Regions from separate parts of the Anser cygnoides genome. Here region 1 is linked to region 2. The links are chromatin contacts, called in public Hi-C maps. All regions are on one chromosome and are shown on one strand. Each heading gives the region's core, a stretch centred on a gene start, on an enhancer-like site or on the middle of the called end of the contact. The rest is flanking DNA. Distances are from core to core; before and after follow the strand shown.

What was found. A called contact is a pair of places that touch in the nucleus more often than the background predicts.
Region 1: a Hi-C map of liver shows a contact between it and region 2, with 2.3 times the contacts expected there. The contact joins the promoter of COMMD9 here to the enhancer-like site in region 2. A contact is called at or near these places in 3 of 7 Hi-C or Micro-C datasets (granulosa cells and liver).

The regions. Positions count from the first base shown.
Region 1 is chr5:16,855,583-16,859,212 of Taihu_goose_T2T_genome, reverse strand. COMMD9 (COMM domain containing 9) reads right to left here and starts at 1,607. Exons shown (of 6, transcript XM_048045834.2): 1 at 1,462-1,607; 2 at 1,214-1,339; 3 at 775-914; 4 at 249-283. The coding sequence starts at 1,512. The region is part of intron 3 of PRR5L (proline rich 5 like); the gene reads left to right.
Region 2 is chr5:16,795,873-16,799,851 of Taihu_goose_T2T_genome, reverse strand. It overlaps PRR5L (proline rich 5 like), which reads left to right. Exons shown (of 17, transcript XM_066997100.1): 15 at 3,006-3,146; 16 at 3,581-3,707. Among named protein-coding and RNA genes, the nearest start is that of TRAF6, 40 kb to the right of the region's middle. Within about 2 kb of position 1,956, at least 1 of the 3 cell types and tissues checked has open chromatin away from gene starts, as enhancers often do. A contact at or near this core is called in liver, where this site is marked.

The DNA of each region.
Region 1 (3,630 bases), core at 358-2,857, 60 kb before region 2:
TTGAGCATTAAATGAAATTGCTTGAGGACTGGAAACAATTTAGCACAGTAGCACAGAACTGAATACAAACTTACTGGCCTCTCCTAAGCTCTATGATGCTCCAAGCATACAGCTTCATCTAAGGCAAACAGCGGTATCTTTTGTGCTACGCTGCACTGAAACATGCTGCGATGCTCTATTCTAAACTCCAAGCTCTCTCAAATGATCTCAGGAGCATTAATTACATCCGGATGTGAGATACTACTTACTCTGACTTGCTTGTGCCTCATTCCTCCAAGCAGAGCTGTGAAAAGAAGAAAAAAAATGGTATCAGCAACACTTTAAAAAAAATAAAAAATAAAGGTAGCAAAAGCATTCAGGGTGGTTTGTCTCTGATAGGAACGCTCCCGTAACCAGGGCTCCAGCAGTCAGCAGAGCCCCCAGATCTGCAGGGCTGCTCTCCAGCCTCCCGTCCCCAAGTCTGTACACATAGCCAGGGCTGCCCTGTCCCTTTTTGTTAAGACAAACGTGGTTTTACGTTATGTGAATTAGGTCCACACCCATTCCAAAAGCCTTGGGAAAGCCCTCCGTGCACACTGCAGCACTGTTTGCCATTCCATGCAGGTGATGTACTTCGTTCAGCTCGGCTCATCCCGGGCGGTGTGATTAAGCCCGCAGCATACACAAGACTGCCAGAACCAAAACTCTGAATGCTGCCAACTACCCACGTACCAAACCACACAAACACACTTTAACTTTCCAACCGAAAGCAGATGGCAGGTGGGTAACACTCACATATTCTCCAAGATTATCTTAGTTAAAAGGTTTTTCAGGTTTTGGTGAAAGTTTTCTGGAAAGAGAGCGAGGATGTCTTCTGCCCTTGTCAAGCCGCGGTACACGACGTGCCTGGTGAGGCTGTGCAAGGCGGACACCAGCTGTAGGAAAGGAAGATGGGAAAAGGACTCCGCAGGGCTGAAAAGCATCGCGTACGGCATGGGACGGGACTCAGTGCCCTGACAAGACACAGCTCCTGCGAGGATACCTGTGCAGCTGGGGCACTGCATGCCCCGACAGAGGGCAGGAACCAGAGCCGTTTGCAGGTCGGGAGCCCCACTGCTCTCCCGTCCCACGAGGAGCCCCCCGCCCCTCACGCACGCCCCCTCCGCATCCCTTTACCGCCGGACCCCGGGCGGAGGATCGCCTTCACCCAGCGCCTCTCGCTAGGGGCTCCTACCTGCGCGGCCTCCTCGGGGCCGGCGGCGATGGCGGGGCAGGCGCGCTGCGCCAGCGGGCCGAGGCCGGCGGGCGGGCTGGAGAAGCACTCCTGGCACAGCTGCCGCACGGCCTCCTTCGACGGCGCCTGCCGGGGAGCAAAGCGGGACGCGCTCAGCCGCGGCCCGGCAGGAAGCGGCCCCCGCCGCCGGGCTGGGCGCCGCCTCCCCCAGCGGCAGCGGCAGCGCGGCGGCCCCGCGGCCCGCTCACCTTCAGCAGGCTCTGCAGGGCGGCGAACTCCCCCTCGCGCAGCGCCGCCATCTTGGCGCCCTCGGCGGGGGCGGGCGCCGCGCCTCCCCTCCCGCCCCGCCGCCATCTTGTTGGGGCGGTGCGGGGCGGTGCGGGGCCCGGGCACGCCGGGCGCTGTAGTCCGGCCGCCGGGGCCAGAAACCCGCAGTAACAAGTGCAGGGGCTGTGCTTTTCCTGGGGTTTCTTGCGTGCTTTGACGCACCCAGGCTAAAAGTGAAAGCTGTGAAATATTTAAGCCTCAGCTCCACGTCCGTAAAACAAGCTGCTGCGACAATTATTGGAGCTAAAATGCAGGATAATGTTTTGCACCGAATTAGCATGCATCCTGTGTAAAATTTTACAGACGCACGCAACTACAGTGCCCTTTTTGAAATACATGAAGTGATACTTTGTTTCACCATTCAGTGCAATGAAGAGTGAAACCAGACACAGAGCTTAAGCCATGTGTAGCAGCGTAAACTCCCTTACCACAAGGGTAGGGGTGACACCGAGAGGTGCCAGCAAGCTTCACGCCCATCTCCTTGGCTGACTGCAGGCCGCTTGCACTCTGAACTCATGGTGTTGCTCCATGCTGAGAGAGGAAATGACTTGGGACAGCAGTGGGAGGATGGCATTGTGGAGGCCTAGACCTCGCCTGTGGCACGCTGCCGTGCAGCTCCAAGGAGCAAGAGCTTGCGCTGAGGGGACCGGCCTCCGTTCTTCGAGTGCCTGCAAGCATTTGGCCAAAGTCTGCTCTGGAGCATGTGCAAGGTAGGATGTGTAGCATGTGAATGGTGCATGAGTTGGGCTTGAGATCAGAGCCTCAGGTACCTGACAGTGCAGTCATGACCTGTGTCAACAGTGAGATCGCTGGGGTAAGAGTAAGCCCTAAATATTCTGCTTCTCCCTCTCTGATTTAATCAATTTTTTACTGTCAGTGCAAATCCCTTTGTTGGATGCAGAGTTTAGCAGTAAACACTCTATTTTCAGCCAGTGGGAACTGGAGGCAAAAGATTTATCATGGCATTGCTGCAATGATATGGACCATTACCTTAGTAAACTGTGTACGTTTTACGCTTTGTAAAAGATATTCAAATAAATCCTCTTTCCGAGAGAGAAATTGTCTCTGTTTTGTCTTGTATAATTCACAGCACATCTGGCACCAGGATATCTGTGTAATCTATGGGCTTTCTCATCACCTTTTCTGTCAAAACATCTTCATTTTCGTTTGCATTGTTCTCCTGTAGGCAGAATAATACATGGTAAGAAATGCTAATGGGATGTCATTTGCATTGGGCTCCACAGGTTTGTCAAAGAAAAGGGATTCCTCTCGCAGAGGAACTTATTTTACTTTCTCATGCTGGGAAACCTTCAAGGGCAGAAGAATCTAAAGGGAAAGTATTTTATTTTCTATCATTTTTCATGAGGAACAGGAAATGAGTCTCAGGGGGAACAGTTTTGGGGGTATGAGTTTACCATCTGTAGCCTCTTCAAATTACTTAGTATGATTGACCAGTTCAGAGAGCTGCAATATACTTGTGCTGCTTTCTCTAGCACTGTGTTACCAATAAGTTTAACCCAGTGCAGGCAGTACATTATGGAAGGCTGAAGGTCTGCCATATGGAGTCTTCTTGATGGAGATGCCTTCCTGGGAGAACCGATGTGCTGCTGAATTTAGGTGGTAGGACTACGTGGGCAGTGAGTCTTGTGGATGCCATTTGCTTATCCAGGTGGTAGAACTATATAGCTCCTTACTCTGATCGGAAAAGGAAAACTAGCTACACAGGATCAGATTACAGGAACTGTGTGACATTGTCTATTCCTTCCCAAGAGGAAGAACCTGAAAGATTTGATGATGGTCCTTCTTCCACTGGTGCCACAGCTATCATTTCCCACCTACACAAATACAGCAGTATCTGCAAGCTACACATTAGAACAGACCAGAAGGTGAAGGGAAGGAGCTCCTGGTTTTTGTTTGCAAAATTTAAGGTTTGCAAAGTAAGCAATCTAAACAATTGCATCACAAAGGAAAAAAATGTAGCAGTGGTTAGAGGTCAGGATTTAAGAGCCAGGAAACTGGAATCGTGTCTTTCTGATTCTGCTTCAGCTTTCACATGAAGCTAGGTAGCTTCATTTTTGTCACCTGAATGA
Region 2 (3,979 bases), core at 707-3,206:
CTGAATACTAGAACAGAAACCAATGTGTCTGACTTGTCCAAACTACTTTTGGAGGGCTTATATCCAAGTTGTGCCTTTTGAAAAGCCTCTTTTTTTTTTTTTTTTTTAAATCTTTAATATAGGGGCAAGTAAGCTTCTGGGTAGAGGACAAATGAACACTTTATGTAAGACCCATTTACACTGGATGTTTTACAGCTGATTATTCCATTGGAATTGTTGAGCTGTGTCAGTTTTTCCTGTAGTTTTGATCAGGGTTTCCATACAAGCAGTCTGAATACCTCCCCAGTCTATTTTGATCTTCTGTCCCATCAGAGGAGAAGCAAAAACGTACTTCATGAGTAGACTGACATTCTGAGAAATGCTAGCTGCCTCATCCTGACTTCTGCCTGTTCCATGAGATGTGCTTTCTGGAGTCTTTTTTTATTTGTTTATAATATTATTTTCCCCTTGTATTGTTTGAAAGGCAGCATGTAAAGCTCAGAGGTTGCCCTTTTTCTCTAATCCTATTAAAGCTGGCATTTCCTAAAAGAGCAAAGGACTTCTGTAAAGACAGACACTAACCTTTTTACTGTGTTTATTTTTATTCTTTCCTTGCTGCAGATGCTTAAAGGTAGGTGTTTGGCAGCTCAGACTGCACAATTATAATATCCTCCATTTTTTTCTCCTTTTGCAACTAACTCTCAGTCATAGAGTGACCTAATCTATTTATGTAGGGGTTTGTCTGCACTGCAGCTATCCGTGCACTGTAGAAACAGCTGAGCTAACTGTGCGTAATGTCTACAGATGCTATTAATTCTTCCACTTATCAGAAAAATCTCCTCCGGTGCTATTAAATGTCTCTAATGAGAATCTGAACAAAAACTACTGCACGGTTGGTGCAGCTTTTGGAAGTAGCTTGGTGGTGGTGGTGATGAAACCGTGACTATGGGATGCTGAGATTCTCTGAAATCTTAACTTTCTTACTGCATCTATGTTGTCACAAAATCTGAGTCCAAACTATTTTATAGAAGCTGTGAAGTTAAGGACGTATTGTTATTTTATAAATGAGGAACTGAAAGGTTACAGACCACATATTTAAAGCTTTGCAAGCATCTAAGTCCTACACAAATGTATGGATTTAAACACCCTAAATAAATACATCTAAGAATCTGACTCAAAGTAAGCTGCCTTAGGCTACAACAAAGGGAATTGCCGGTGCCATGAGAAACTGAATCATGATTGCTCTTATTCCAGAGCAGTGCCCTGATAACAAGGTTGGCCTTTTCCTACAAATAAGAAACTGTATGTGCCTATTTATCTGGTGCATCAGGAAATGTTAAAAAGAGGTCATCTAGCAAATCCCTTTCACCAAGCTGCAGTTCTCCATGAGCTACTCTGGTAGCTGAGGAAGCCTTTGCGTTGTTGGTTCCCCATCACCTGTGACTCCTTTGTTGTAAATGCCAATGCCAATGTAAGCATTTTGTTGTGTCTTCTGTGATCCCAGCAACTCTCCATTCAGAATGAAAGTAAGTCAGCCAAACTTGTGAGTCTGTTACCAATGGTAGTAACTAGAAGTAACTTCCTATCTCAGCTAAGTTTAAACCTGAGGCTCAGAGCTGTTGCAGAAATATGACCTTTAAGCAGCCAAGTTGGTTAAATTGCTGTACAGAGGGAAACTATGTAAACAGGTCACTGACTTTTATATAGTTTCAGCTGTTGATGTAACTACCTGGTGTGGAAAAAGAATAGCAAGTCTTGTTTTGTTTGGCACAGCGAGATGTTTGCATTTTGAAATGGGATACGAACTTAATGGGACTAAACTGCCTGATATAAATAAAGTGTGCAGCTGCTGAAATACAGTTCAGAGAGATGAACCAGTCCTTTCTACACCTTGATGATTTTAAACATGCAGCGATGGTTTAAACAGCAAAGTGCTTTTACTGTGGCCAAGCTGCCTGCCAGACCACTTGCTTTAGGTCATATTTACATATTGATGATGCTGTTAATTATGACATTAAACCCATTATGAATTAATGATTAACTGGTGTTAATTCCTTCCAGCTAAATATTTGCCTCGATAGTTGTGTTATGGAGACTATAAAATGGCTCCAAAAAGGAGTGCAGGGCACAGATTAACAGGCTGGAGAGAACTAGGAAAACTCTTCAGGCTGGAAAGTGCTGGGCAGGGCTGGGAGGAAAATTTCTGTGTTAAGTGGGACAAGAGGAAATCATATGTACGTTAAGCCTTACAGAAGGAAAGACAAACACCAGAATGACCAATGGAGTCCAACAATGTCTAAGTGCGCTAAGAAAAACTACAACGTCTTCATCTGTTAACCCTGCTCACTTGTGTTGTTGATGCTAAAGGCCACAGAACATCTTGTGGTGGAAATTAAATCTGTTGCTTTCATTATCTGTCCATTTTTTATTTTATTTTTTTTAAATTTTGTTGGTACAAGCAGTCCAATTAGCTTTGTTCTAGCCTAAATCCTAACATCTGCAGTGGACTGCATTCTGGATTTTTGTCTTATCAACAAGGTCTAAAGTGCAGATGTTGAACAGAAAGAGGATCCAATACAGACCAGAGGTAGGCTTGGTTAAGGAATATTCTGTACCAACCTTTCTTTGCCAAATCTTTTGTGGTTTCTCAGCTCCAGTTGTCCAATGTACCAGCTGCATCTGTCTTCAGATGTTTGTGACCAGATCTGCTGTCAGTTGGGTTTCATGAATATGCAGCATTTTGCTGAAATACAAGTCCCTGTTTGGCTTCACTCCAAACCTAGTGGTTGGAGTTCCAACTCCAAACCTCAGATGAGGTGTTACCCCTTTCAGAATTTATGTGGGACAGAGACTGAGTGGGAAGCTACCAAAGAGTGCCAAAAGTCCTCACACCGAGCAGCTGAGGTGCTTCACCACAGCAGCGATGGGCAGGATAGGCCCTTTCTGTCTGTGTGCATGTATGTATTGGTGTGGTGCTCCCATGGCCCTTTACTAACTCTTGGGTTTTTGCGTACTGTGTTTTTCAGGGTCAGGAGTTGACTATCCGTCAGATTGCTCTTCTTGGCTTCAGAGACTTGGTGTTGCTAAAAGTGAAGTTGGAAGAAATTCTTCCTCTGGTCCAGTCAAAGCTCCCAGCTTCCATTGTCCAGATGCTGTTAATTCTGCAGGTGAGGAGCCTCTTGATTTCTTCATCTGACTCCACTAGCGATTCTTGTCCTCACCTTGCTGAAACAAATCTTGGAATGGAGAATGGGGAAGGCAGAGGGTGTAATGAATGGGAAATTGTGTGCTTATTTCGGAATCGTAAACGTAGAAATGAGAGCTAAATTTGAGTAGTTAATGCCCTGAACTTTCCTGGAAATGGGTAAGGATATTTCTGAGAGGGACAGGTTCTGCTCTTTTGTGTTTGCATTTTCCTTGGTACCTTGTCTCCCCAGCTAGGAACAGTCCCACAACTCTTATTTCCACATCGCCATCTACCAGCTTCTCTGAATGCCTCTTTGTGCCCCAGTTCTCTTGGTTTGTCAGCTTTGTAATGACCCGGTGAGTCTTACTCAAAGTCATGTAAGGGTAACATTGGCTTTTCGTGTTTGAATTTCAGAGTGTCCATGAGCCCACTGGCCCTAGTGAGGGCTACCTACAGCTGGAAGAACTGGTCAAGCAGGTGGTGTCACCGTACTTGGGTTTGTGTGAGGATCACAGCTTCTCTGGTGGCACCTGCTTGCTTGGTAAGATGTGTGTACTATACACAAGCTCTTTCAAACACTCTTACTGGGGTACATATGTCAGCTAATGTGAGGCAGTGCACATCTGCTAGAAAAGGAGACAGTGCATGACTACATGAGAGAGAAAGCAAAGGTTAAAGCACTTCCAAGAAGGTCCTGATTAATATGTTTCTGAATGGTGTGGTTTTTATTTTCCATCACTGAGTGAACTATAAAGGTCCCACCACTGCCCACACATGCAAAATCTCGCCTCTTTCTGAAGGCAGTTGGGATTT